Regions from separate parts of the Astyanax mexicanus genome. Here region 2 is linked to region 1. The links are chromatin contacts, called in public Hi-C maps. All regions are on one chromosome and are shown on one strand. The core of a region is the stretch at or near the end of the contact, and the rest is flanking DNA. Distances in the headings are between cores, read along the strand shown.

Region 1 (4,227 bases), core at 1,577-4,076:
CCAGGGCAACTAAGTAGTGGCTATTTAAGAGCATTTTAAGATCCTGGAGTGGCCTAGCCAGTCTCCAGACCTGAACCCAACAGAAAGTTTTGCAGGGAGCTGAAACTTAATATTGTCCAGGGCCAGCTCCGAAACATGAAAGATTTGAAGAAGATTGATATGGAGGAGTGGATGAAACTCCCTACTGCATTGTGTGCAAACCTGGTTAAGAAGTAAAACCTTGCAAAATGTTATACAATATCAAATACTTATTTCATGCAATAGAAAATACAACGATTCTGTCTCTAACAGTTGAAGTATACCTACGATAAAAATGTAGACCTCTCCATCCTTTGTAGAAAACTTGTAAAATCAGTGTATCAAATACTCATTTTCCCCGTTGTACATTTCAAATTTGGATACTGCAAAATAAAACATGCAACAATAAAGCCAAAACTGTACTTTACCATCTTTTTAACTACACTAACCATCAAAGACCACATCTGACCATCTAAAACCAGCCATCAGCTACTCTCCATTCCTCTTTTTCATGTTCCTATGTTCTTGTGGGGGTCTGTTAGCCCAATTTTTGTGACAATGTAAAACGTAAAGAAGTCCGGCACACAAGCAGCAGAACTAAACTTACACAGCAGACGAAAAGCTTGTTGTAATGGAGCTGCTCGGAGGCAGAAGCAGCTATTAACAGTGACATGTTGATAACACAGCTGCTGCTGGGCTGTGAGCTCAGAGGGCTCGTTATAATGGAGAAAATGGGTCATAAAACATTTAGATGACACAGCCCCACATGCCCTCAATGCTAAAACATCACGGGAATGTTACAGCTTGATGACAACACATAAGAAATGTCAATACTATTAATATAAACACCGGTACTGCTACTGGATCAGTGCTAGCGTTCAGGAACAAAGCTTTTTGGCTTTGTTTACTTAGAGGTTTATTTGTCTTGAAGTTCCCTCACAATGACTGAAGATGTAAAACTGCCAGCGCTTCAAATGCATGCTTTGGTGGATAAATAAGATGTTTGTTATAAAAACGTTTGGTACAACTGGTACTAAAGAACATAGCTTGCCACTTAACACTTAGTGGCAAAAGTGATTTATGTAATACTGCTGGAAGTGCTCTGTACAAGCCATATTTACTCTTACATAGATTTTTGTCTGGTGCAACCTGTTTTGATTTAGTAATGCATAAATCTGGACTTTATACAAACTTAGGTTGCAACTAGCCTATGCTCAGCTGGTGCAAACAGGCCTTGGGTTTTAAAATGAACATGATTCAATTAATGGTGGAAATAAAACAATGACTGCTGTGATCTATGTATGTGTAAATCTGATCTTACCAAAAATGTCAGCCTAGTCAGCCTAGATTAGAACTTGGTTCAGCTGGTGCAACCGGGGCCAGTGTATTAACATGAACACTATTAAGAGATATTACAACCTTCTGTGAATTATGAATTTGTACGATTGTACAATTAGTTACAACGTTACAACTAGCTTGTAAAGCTCAGCTGATGCACCCAGGCCATTTAATATAAGAGATTATATTAAAGCTTTATGCATTTTCTTTGATTTTACCAAATTGAAAACATCTGGAATGTAATCAAGAGGAAGATGGATGATCACAAGCCATCAAACCAAACTGAAATGCTTGAATTTTTGCACCAGTGGCATAAAGTGTGTAGGACTGGTGGAGGAGAACATGCCAAGACGCATGAAAACTGTGATTAAAATCAGGGTTATTCCACCAAATATTGATTTCTAAACTACTTTTTGATATTTCAGGCATTTCTCTTTTTTTTCAAATAAATGCTGTAAATAATATATATTTTATATGGAATTTGGAAGAAATGTTGTCTGTAGTTTTTAGAATTGGACAACAAATGTTCATTTTACTCAAACCTATAAATAGCAAAATCAGATTAACTGATATTTGAAAGGCATATTTTAGGCTCCAGATTCAACATAACATAAGGCTTATCCACCTGCAGCTTTTATTTAGATAATTAGAAGTATTGTATCGTTATCGGTATTGGATATACTAGCTAGGATATATTGACTCTGTATTTGATAGTATCGGTATCGGTACCAATACTGGTAAATTGGTCAGTATCGTACACCACTAGCTAACTAACCTATCCAGCTAACTGTAGCGTTACCTAGGTTACTAAAAAAACGTTGTTTTTAAACGGTGGGTTATTTTTAGGTAGCTATGCTAAGCTAGGTTAGGTTAGCACTCTGAGGGGATAAAAGCTAGCAGTAAAAGCGGGTCAAAAAAGATGTACAGAGCAAAAACAGAGCGAAAATACGGGGAAATAAAGGGTTTGGAGCTGGATGGAGGGGTCTGCTGTGGTTCTGCGGGGTTAGAGGGGGAGGAGGGCGGTGTTAAAGCCGAGGAAAGGCCCGAGAGTGAAGATAGCGGAGCTGCGGAGGAGCCGAGCCGAAGACCGGAGCTCGGTCAGCGGTCAGGCCGGGGAAACCGCCCCTCAGAGCGGCTACCAGACCACCAGGAGCCCGGCCTGCTCCGGCTACCCGCACAAAGGCTACACACACACACACACACACACACACACACACACACATCCCCCCCTCAGTGGAAGAAAACACCAGCACTTTCCACGGGACGTTTTTTACCCACTTTTTCCGCGCACTTCCCATCAAACATGCGAGAACGGGTTACCTGCTAAACGGCCGCCGATGATCCGGTAAAAAATCGGATTAAAACCGACGATAAAACCCCGAAGAGACCCAGAGATAATCCACAATCCGACCGACCGACCAACCAACCGACCGCTCTCTTTCTCCCCCGACTACTCTCTATATAACTGAAGGAGGGAGAGAGAGAGAGAGAGAGAGAGAGAGAGAGAGAGAGAGAGAGAGAGAGAGAGAGAGAGAGAGAGAGAGAGATACAGACAGAGCGAAAGGGAGAGAGAGACAGAAAGATAGACACACCAAAAAAGAGAGATACACAGAGAGAGAGAGAGACAGACAGAGAGACACACACAGAGAAAGAGAGAGACAGACAGAAAGGGATACTTATAAAAAGAATCAAAGAGACTGACGACAGAAAGAGAAACCGAGAGAGAGACAGAAAGATGGACAGACACACAGAGAGATACAGAGAGAGAAAGACATAACTGTTACTTGGAAAGTGGGAGAGTGATGCAAAGAGACTTACAAGAGAGAGGGAGAGATACAGAGAGAGAGAGCTAGAGAGAAAGAGAAATACAGAGAGAGAGAGAGATACAGACAGAGCGAAAGGGAGAGAGAGAGAGACAGAAAGATAGACACCTCAAAAAAGAGAGATACAGAGAAAGAGAGACACACAGAGAAAGAGAGAGAAAGACAGAAAGAGATACTTAGAAAGAGAATAAAAGAGACTGACGACAGAAAGAGAGACCGAGAGAGAGAGAGAGAGAGAGAGATACATGGAGAGAGAGAGACAGAAAGATGGACAGACACAGAGAGATACAGAAGGAGAAAGAGATACTGGGAAAGTGGGAGAGTGATGCAAAGAGACTGACAAGAGAAAGAGAGACTCAGAGAGAGAGAGAGAGATGTACAGAAAGATGGACAGACACAAAGAGAGATACAGAGAGAGAGAGAGAGTCAGACACAGAAAGAGAGATACAGAGAGAGACAGACAGAGAGACAGAGAGAGATACTTTGAAAGTGGGAGAGAGATACAAAGCGAGAGAGAAACTGACACAGAAAGATATACACAGTTTTCTTCTAATTACATTCACTTATTGATTATTATTATGTTTTTTGCATTGTTTTAAAATGTATACGTTGTTCTGTTCTGCACTCTAAAAAATGTTCATATCTAAAACTATTTACTGTTCTTTTACTTTACTGATTAAAAACTTTGGCAACACGAATGTAGCACTATTTGTCATGCCAATAATGCACCTTGAATTGATACAGAGAGAGACAGATGGACAGAGAGATGGACAGACAGAGAGGGAGGGAGATACAGAGAATAATAACTCTTGAGATGTTTAGCACAGCTGTTACCTGAAAGCTATTTTAGGTGACTCTACCTCATTAAGCTGACTAAGAAAATCCAGAGACGTCAGGGTGGTCTTCTTTGGGACGCTCTGTCTAGCAGTCAGGGTGGTCTTCTTTTGGTTTGCTCTGTCTGGCAGTCAGGGTGGTCTTGTATTGTTGCTTTGTTTGGTGGTCAGGGTGGTCTTCTTTGGGATGTTCTGTCTGCCATTCTGGCTGGTCT
Region 2 (3,863 bases), core at 195-2,694, 38 kb before region 1:
ATTTAACCCCATTCACTCATTCATGCACAACACTGTATTTAAGCCATTTATAGGGTCCATACACTATCCTAATGTTTCTAATTCTTTCAGGCTTAAACCAGGAAGAGTTACGAGTGATACAGGATTCTTTCATTATCCGTCCATTCTCCTACCTAACAAAAGATTAGTCACAGCATCTGGAGCTAACAACAAGCTAATTACAGGTGAATAAGTAACTAAACCATTAATCAATGCAAGCTATTGATTGGACCAGCCGAGAAGAATAAATGAAAGGATGGCAGATCTGTTTGTAGCCCACGTGAGATCTGATCTAGTGACCTTAGAAACAGAGCTAAATCACCACAATGATGTCAAGGACAATGTAGAGGGATGGAGCGATATTATCAGTACTTGAGTGAGCAATGAGTGAGGAGAGTGTTTTCCTGGACATAAAAACTGCATCAGTACAGAATTGTGTATTAGACAGTACCTCAAGCCCTATCTTACTCCCTTCCCTGTACGAGGTGTGTCATGATGTTCATTGCTACCTTAGACCCCTTCTGCCTGTATTGTTTAAATAGTAACAGAGCTTCTGAATATATCTACACTGATGGGTGTGGTGGTCTGGAAATGAGGTGTGTTCAGGGAAATTTCTGGTGTATTGCTATCTTGGCAATGGAAAACACAGGTGTGCCACTGACTGAATACAACCTGAATACAACTGAATACAACTGAATACTAAATACAAAAACATTGCTGTAATAGCTCCTTTACAGCGTGAATGAGCAGGTCAGTTTCCTCTGCTGAGAAGCGTTTATTGAACATGTCCAGGTAGATGCGCTGTTAAAATTGCAATCCGCCAAAGTCAGAGCGCCTGACTCTTAAAGGGAATGATGAGCAAGTGACACACTGATGGGTTTATTTTCCGTTACGCCCAAAATGAACCACACCCACAATTAATTAAGAGAATAATTACATGCCTTTCGCTCATTTGGAGACGCACAAGGTGTACTTTTCCCGTCGCTACGATAGCAAAGACACACTAACAAGCTTCTCACCTACAGATTGCTAAAATAGGACCCTTGGAGTTACTACAAATGGCATCCAATCGGTGAAAAGACCCGTGCATTCATTTTAAAAGCTGTACCAGGGGTGTTCACAAACATTTGAACATAAAAACGTCATCCAAACTTCATTCTTCATGCACGTTTAAATCTGGCCTTATTCCACACGCATTTCCCCAGCGAGGGCATGATAAGAGCTGGAACTGATCCTCACACCTCCTAAAGTGAGGCTAACAGCTGAAACGACTGCAGACAGCAGGTAATATCTACACCACCGCGTAGCGCCGCGCAGAAAGGTCTTTCTTTTGAGCTTTAATAGCCACTCTGAATCAAAAGGCTGCCACCTCTGCTGGATTCCCTCGCAGATAAGTGCCATATTTAGGATTTATAGCATTCCCCCTCCCCCATCGCTGCTTCACTGCTGTCAGCACGATCCTGACTGGCCCCGTTCCAACAGCAGGCTGGGAACGCGTCCAGCTGCTCGGGATAATAAACAATCGGCTGAATTTTATATAATTACCCCCGAGCTCTTATTCAGCGAGGAACACACGCGTGCAGCAAACACAATAAAACACATAATGATACGCAAATATATCGACTGATATATCTACTGATATATCACCTGATTAAGCATAACATTATGACCACCTCCTTGCTTCTGTGTTGTGCTGGTACGCAAGGGCTTTGCCTGGGTATGTAAAGATCAGGTAATTACAGAATTTTGTTTTTAAGAGATTTTTAAGGCATCCAGTATAATATTCAGTTATTTTTTTTTACTTTAACTGATTGACAAACAAACAAAGCATGCAGAAATTCATTCAACTATTAAAAAAGCATGAGGAAACAAAAGGAAAACTCACAGAAAGTAACAACCTCTAAAAACATTAGAATACATTCACTACCTTTTATTATGAACACACAAATGTTTCCCCAGTGATTCCACCCTTTAATAAGGTAAATCTTAATTAAACAATTAATCTTTGTTTCAATGCTATTAATTTCAATGTTCTAGTCTTCCAAATTATAGTTTTAATTTAACTTTTTTCTCAATAAAACAAATTACTGAAAGGAAAAAAAATAAACGATTTTTAGTCCAAATTGTACACATTTAATGTGCTGTAAGAATTCCACAGGTAAATGGATTATTGTAATCTTAGCTTGTTATATAACTTAATTGCTAACAAATTTAGCGTGGACTCAAAAGCGCTATAGTCTTAATCTGCATTTTTCTCCATTTCTAATATTACTATAAACACAGCTGATATTCTAAACTGACAGATATCTGAAACAGCTCTGTGTTCTTCTGCTGAATCTGAGGACGGGCCGAATTTTTCTTTATTTTTTTTTAGGCGGTAATGGTGGCTGTGTCCCAAAAAGCGTGCCTGTTAAAACCACACTTATAGCACTGCACATTGTTGACGTCACCAGAGTATACACATTGAGGGGCACTGCAGGGTGTACAGCTACTGAATTAACCTATTAACACAGGATCTTCTTGCTGTATTAACTTTATTTTGCTCCTACCTCAAAGAGAGGTCTGAACAATGAAGTGAAGACAATGTTCTTGCATGGTTTGTTGTGAACTGTAAACTGAACCCTGAAAATAACACCTCTTTACACCATAAAAAATGCCACAATTTGTATTCTTCAGTACCGGTATACCTGTGTCGAGCAGTTAATACAGTGGGAACCCTTTCTGCATGCACTGAAATGTATGAATATTACAACTACATATTCTCTGTCTTCACTTAGTTACATTAACTTAATACACATTATCAGCCCATAAACACAGCTACAAAAGACAAAAGTACCAGGTACAACAGACCACAACCATCATTGCTTAATTTTCCTACCAGTAATTGTTACAGCTGTTCAACTATGTTCAGTTATTTGTATGCCTACAGTACACCAGACCAGCCAAAACATTAAGTACACACAAAAACTCGCCAGGTGGCCTATTATTGTGAGTTAGTTTCACATTGGATATGACTTATTTGAATTCGCAGTTTTATAAAAGCTTTATGACTAACCAACTCGTAGCCCCTTCATCAGAACACAGCTGAGACAGTGTTAGACAGCCATGGCCCCGCCCCATAGTGAAAATCATGAATCTGATTGGTTATATTGTCCTAGGATTTTGTTAATAGACTCTTTACTACACCCTTCAAAAATCAGTAGAAGGGGCATCGCATGCATACAGGGGCAGAAGCCATTTAAAAACGCAGTTTTGATTGGTTAGTACAGCTGTCAATCAGATATGCGTCCTATAGAAACTGAAAAACACAGACTGATGCTTTGAATAATATATGCTTACATTTTACAATAATTACAATATATATTTCTTGTTGAAAATTTATGTAATGGTTTTCGTGCACCTAATGTCACCCCCTTCTCTGAAGGGTTAAAAGGGCCTCACTGCACACCACTGCAGTATACCCTGATTACCATGATAAGGAACTCATCCATGACAATACAATAAAACTGACATATTTCCTCACCTCTATTGGAATATTACAAATGATCAAAGATTAATTCCAATATTTAGAACCTGCACCTCCAACTGTTAACCAATTACTGCTGTCCAAACTCTCCCAGACAGTCTTATAGATCCATCACGCCCAGTTCCTCTGTCATCTTCATGAAGGAAATATGAAAGGAATAAGCAGCGCAGCGTGTGATCTGGCCGTGTGCATAATGATGAGCGAGGAACATCTGGTGGCCGGGTGCAGAGGAAAGCGCCGCGATCACCGGGGCCAATTACACGCTGGAAGCAGCAGATGCAGTTAGTCATAAATCCAGGCGAAGTCGTGCTCGGATAAA

What was found. A called contact is a pair of places that touch in the nucleus more often than the background predicts.
Region 2: a contact with region 1 is called in a Hi-C map of muscle, with 5 times the contacts expected there. The contact joins the enhancer-like site here to the promoter of ube2e2 in region 1. A contact is called at or near these places in 2 of 3 Hi-C or Micro-C datasets (both in muscle).

Annotation. Positions count from the first base shown.
Region 1 is chr1:123,957,450-123,961,676 of AstMex3_surface, reverse strand. It overlaps ube2e2 (ubiquitin-conjugating enzyme E2E 2), which reads right to left and starts at 2,826. Exons shown (of 6, transcript XM_007241069.4): 1 at 2,677-2,826.
Region 2 is chr1:123,993,937-123,997,799 of AstMex3_surface, reverse strand. All of the region lies in intron 3 of ube2e2 (ubiquitin-conjugating enzyme E2E 2), which reads right to left. Among protein-coding and RNA genes, the nearest start is that of LOC111190071, 15 kb to the left of the region's middle. Within about 2 kb of position 1,444, the one cell type or tissue checked has an H3K27ac peak away from gene starts, as active enhancers do.